Linked DNA regions of Siniperca chuatsi: region 2 is linked to region 1. The links are chromatin contacts, called in public Hi-C maps. All regions are on one chromosome and are shown on one strand. The core of a region is the stretch at or near the end of the contact, and the rest is flanking DNA. Distances in the headings are between cores, read along the strand shown. Region 1 holds the start of nhsl1b (NHS-like protein 1). Region 2 overlaps nhsl1b (NHS-like protein 1).

Evidence for each region. A called contact is a pair of places that touch in the nucleus more often than the background predicts.
Region 2: a Hi-C map of an unstated tissue shows a contact between it and region 1, with 2.3 times the contacts expected there. The contact joins the enhancer-like site here to the promoter of nhsl1b in region 1. A contact is called at or near these places in 2 of 3 Hi-C or Micro-C datasets (skeletal muscle and an unstated tissue).

Annotation. Positions count from the first base shown.
Region 1 is chrLG16:15,519,506-15,522,213 of ASM2008510v1, reverse strand. nhsl1b (NHS-like protein 1) reads right to left here and starts at 1,328. Exons shown (of 7, transcript XM_044168600.1): 1 at 777-1,328. The coding sequence starts at 1,095.
Region 2 is chrLG16:15,560,487-15,563,186 of ASM2008510v1, reverse strand. All of the region lies in intron 1 of nhsl1b (NHS-like protein 1), which reads right to left. Among protein-coding and RNA genes, the nearest start is that of nhsl1b, 41 kb to the right of the region's middle. Within about 2 kb of position 1,431, the one cell type or tissue checked has an H3K27ac peak away from gene starts, as active enhancers do.

The sequences.
Region 1 (2,708 bases), core at 79-2,578:
ATGAGCCAAAGTCTGAGTTAATATATAACTGCTGTGTGTGAGACTACAGGAGGTAGTTTTACAGGGGCAGCAAAACACATCACAAAACAACAAAAGTCAGCGCTGGCTGCAGCAAAGGAAATTGATTTTCCATTTATCTTTGAGTTGACCAGCTTTGTTTACATGCATAAAAGAGCAAGAAGAAATGGGGGAAAGGACTGTGAGGCCTCCTGTGATCTCTGTGTCCTTTGAAGACCTAACCACAGATGGTGAGTGCGTTGAGAGGAAATCCATCATTTCTGACAGGACTCAACACCCCTATCAACATTCACAAGTCCGAATCAAGACAAACAAAGCCATGTGTCAGGAGACACCAGTCACTCCTCCCTGGTTATTTCAATGGACAAAATGTCACCTTGAACATGACTAGCATCTCTCCACACCAATGTTATTATGACAGAGCAGCACCAGTCCATAAGAAAGACACATCTCCAGATACAGATTAATTCAAAGTCAGACTTCTCAAATGAAAACTTACTTATATATTTTACCATATTTCTGTCTGAAATGAATTAATATCTGTCTGTGGTGAGAAATCATGGTACACTAGTGCCATGTATGTACATTCATAATGATTATTACATGTTTGTAGGTCTCAATTAAAAGTTTATAGTGACTCCTCTGGTTTTACTACAATATTATTAAAGCAACGTTATTGCTATGGGGCAGAAATTTTGAGCTAGACCCTAGCTCTCACACTGCAGACTACCAGCAAGTCACCAGCGCTGCAAACTTACGGATTTTGATTTTCTTGGGATCAAACTTGCAGATTTCACCCTGCAGATTTTGCAGTCGCCCCTGAATCCAGCAGGATCTCCTAAATACCATCCCTGCCTCTATCTCGATGCCCAGGAAGATGTCGCTGGCATGTCGAGAAAGGTCGGAAAGTTGGTGAATTATGTTGATCAATGTATGGCAGCCGACCTCATCCAATGACGAGAACAAAACGGGTCTTCGCAGTTTGCGTCTCCCGGTTTCTTCCCCCTGTATCCAGCCATCCCTCGCCGATAACCTACTAACACGCCGCGGCTCAATGCTCCTCTGATGAAAAGGCATATTTATTTCATACCAATAACTCCAGCGGGACCGAAAACTGTTCACGCAAAAAACTTGCAGCTTTACAAAAAATCCAAGACGTGCTGCCTTCCTGTGGCTGCTATTATTTGCGAGGCAGTATAATCCTTCAATCCCGCCATATTTTTGTTTTTCAAAGCATGGGACTTCGTGCTGCTGTACACTGGGGACGTTGCCTCCCAAACACTATTCAAATTCAACCAGACAGAGTGCAGGCTGTAGAGAGAAAAGGAAAAAACACAAGGAAAAGTAGGAAAAAGTACAAATAAAAACCCGGAAAATACTACAACCACCTGTAGAAACTGGAACCGGAGCCACACACACAGAGGAGAGTCTACCTGCCTCCATTCGAAGACAGTGGTGCGGTCTGATGGAAAACCTGGACCGGTATCTTCCAAACGGAACCGGAGAGACTCAGGCTACCAACAAACTGAGTTAGAAGAAATCACAGTGTGAGGCTCAAATCACTATTTTATTCATGCGCTATGAACCACTGTGTCTTAGAGTAACCATTCACATTAACTTTTACTCCTTATTTTATAGCAATCCCTGCAATTAAGGGTAATGAAAGATGATGCTAGGCCAATACTGAACCTTTACTTTCCTTCATTTGGCAAGGTAGTCCAATTATATCTTTAAAACTGAATTTAGTACAATTTAAGGTAATAGGTACGAGCAAGTTAATGCACTTGGATGGGTGAATTGAATAGGTATTTCCACATTAGCTAAACAGCCTAATAAGTTGAGGCATTAAAACAGTTCCATCAACCACTGACTGAACCCCCAAAACACGATACGAACATTTAGTTAGTACTCTTTTTTTAATATAGCTTTGTCTTGGATTTTTTAATAAATAATCAAACTTAATTAAATGGAGAAATAAGGACATTAAAATTTAATGTTTGTGTAATTATGTGACACTATAGTTTCCCAAAAGTTAGCTAACCTAGCGTTAGCCAAGTTATGGTGTGACGTTAGTTGGAGTTATTTAACTAGCTAGTTGGGTTGTTTAGCTATAGCTGGTTAGGTTAAGCGTTAAGTTAACGTATATTTACAGCTAACAGCCAAAAAAAAAATCCTCAGGGTGTGGGCATAAATCTTATCTGGTGAACTGCATGTTTTCAGATATTTTAGTACCAGGAGCCACCAAAATGGCTATTGACAAGTTAAGCTAAGGTTAACTTTATAAAAAAAAAAATTTAAGAAGCCTATAGCACGTTCGTTTTAAACACAGGCTATGTTAGTTGTTTGCTCATACCTTTTAAAATAACCCCTGGACAACAGTCTCTGAACACTTGTCTCTGATTTATCTCCTCTCTGTGTGTGCAAGGCGTGTTTGTCCAGTCCACCGCTGCTCTTTAAATTCCGAAGAGCAAACTCATCATTGACAGCATACCTTTTGCCCAGCTCAGGTTTAATTCGGTGAATGTTTTTGAAAATCTGGCTAATAATATCCATTTAGAAAAGTGTGTCTCTGTAGTATTTAATGTGCCCCCTGGTGTCTTTAAGTGAACACAGCAACTTCAAGGGTACCTCTATGTGACATTAAATCCAGGCAAGCATTTCCACTGACAATGTTTCCTTATTACTTAACT
Region 2 (2,700 bases), core at 182-2,681, 41 kb before region 1:
TCTGGTCAGAAGAGAATATCAAGATTAGTCTTTGAGAGCTTAGCTTTCATCTGTTGCCTAATTATGTACCTAAAAAGACCCTGATCAATTATTTGGTCTTTAAAGTAATTTTTTATCTTATAAATTAGAGATTTAATTAAATTATAAATTAAGTTGTAGATGGAAAATCTGCATTTTGTGTGTTTCTCAATTGATAATGAGTCAAATTATGGGCCTGTATTACACCAATGTTTACCAAAAAATAGAAATAAAACGCCACTGCAAAATTCCCAGAATATGTCTGTGTCTCTGGATGATTGTGCAGGTGTATACAAACTTTTAATGTTAAACTACAGTATATCAGAATATGTACTGTATCATATAGTGGTCATTTTCTTCCCTGGTGTTGGTATTAAATACAAAATTCCTATACTGGTGGAGACAACTTGAGTTTACAGTAATTTAAGCAATAACTTAATCTGCAACAGCATCATTTCAGCACCAGGCAACACTTAGTATCAAGGAAGTGAGTATGTGACAGCAAAACATCAACATGTGATTATATCATTAGAGGCATGTGGCAGTAATTAGCAGTGAAATGATACAGACCCTAAAGCTGCTGTTTAAATGGGCTGTACAGGTCACAAAGTCAGTTTGGGACATTCCTCTGACACATGATAAGAAAGGAGACAGGAGGCAGAGTAAACATAAGACCAGACAGCGATGGACTACACTTAAGATACTGGCATAATTAAAGCTAAATTACATGAAATCATAATAATTTTAAAGGGTTTTCGAAGATAAACTGGATTCACACACCCCTGCATTAAAAAGACACACAATACAAAGTTAAATAGCAGATACTTATGATGGTGTGACACTTCTCAGAAAGTGAGTAAAACAAAAACTACAACTACAAATGACCACGTGGATGCAGCGAATGAGACAGTCCTTTGAAACCACTGATTATGAAGATAAAACATCTGACTACGAAATCCTGTAATTTTACTCAAAATGAAAGAGAACTTGCTAAGCCAACCAAATGATATATCCTGCTAAATAAACATCACAAAGGTGAAAAGTATACATTTCACCTTGGTGCATACACACATACATATACACACTTGACATGCTGTCACCGGTTTGCGTGATGCAGACAGGACATGGTGACATAAGAGCGACCTGGTTGCCAAGTAACCCAATCAGACATCAGAAGCCAGCAATGCCTGACAACGATACGCACTAACCAGACACTGTCACACAAAGGGTAAATATAGCAGATAAAGCCTACCTGGTTGTAACACATGGGAACACACACAGCCACACACACACACACACACACACACACACAAGTAGCTTTTAGTGCATCCACAACTCCACAATTGTCTTTTTCCCCCCTAAAAAAAGACCAAAGCCTTGGATGAGTGTGTCTGCCAAATTCCAAATACCAGTAAGTACAGTTTCACAGTGTGTGTCTCTCAGCGGTAACACATTCACAGAGCCAGTTAAACACAGGGGTTCAGCTACACCACAGAGGAAGGCTTTTATTACCAGACGGCACCCCACATTTACTGTGACAGTTATATGGGAGTTGGTGTTTGTGTGTACATGTACGGTACTCAGAGTGTTTGTCAGTTGTGTTCTGTTCATGGTTTAGGTTGGTCAGATTCACCAGATTCACAGACACTGTGCAACTTCAGAATTTAATCTTTGTGTTTTTCTGATGGCCTATATTCTCTATTAATACATTAAAACAAGGGAATAAAGGGCATTTTCATCAGTACGATAATTTTGACTATGCAGACCTGCTCATTAACATGAGCTGCCAAACAACAGTTGCCAAATACACTTGCTGGGAAGTTGGGCTACATATTAGTGCTTGTTTACCAAACTTATCAATGGATATTTTAAAAGCATTTTCTTGGGAAGATTTAAAGATTTTCATAGTAGCATGAAATATGTGTGAACAGAGAGTTTAACTTATTGTTTACTGTTATCACAACATGCATAATGTCAACAAGACACCATAATGTGTGTACCTAGGACTAAATGACATTTATTTTCCATACAGATGTCTCAGATGTGAGTGGAAACCCTGAGAGTCTGGTGCAACTTTATCAAACAATATGTAAATAAAGGGTAGTGGTGTATACTGTATGTGGAGGCAAGGCCTGCTGCAGGAAATGGAAAGAAGATCAAGGACTGAGGGCAGTGAGGTTAACAAAGACAAAAATTATTTTGACTTTCATTGTTTTGCCCTAATGAAAAGACTTACGTAGACATTGATTAGATGTAGTTTCAGATCCTTAAACTGCCTTCCTGCATGTGTGTAATGTATCCTATTCTTATCTTCACACAACACTAAAGACAGTATTATCTGCTGTCACCTCCTGATTACTGTTTGACCTGTAATGCCACAAACTCTGAACCCTGACCTCTCTTTGAACCTAAGAGCTTAGCCTCACCTCCACTGGCAGCATGTCTGACTGCCTCATTTATCTTATTTCTCTTTGTTATCCCTTATACAGACATATATTTAATGTATTCTCATCCCTCCCTGCTAATCATCTATTTCATCACCGCCTTTTGTGTCCTTAAAATGCACGTTATGTTTATGAGAGATAAATGTGACACATATAAACATGAAAAACTAGAGCCATGTTGTCTTTAACTGTATTTTTTTTTTTTACATCTTTACATTCAAAACTGCTTTCAAGGAAA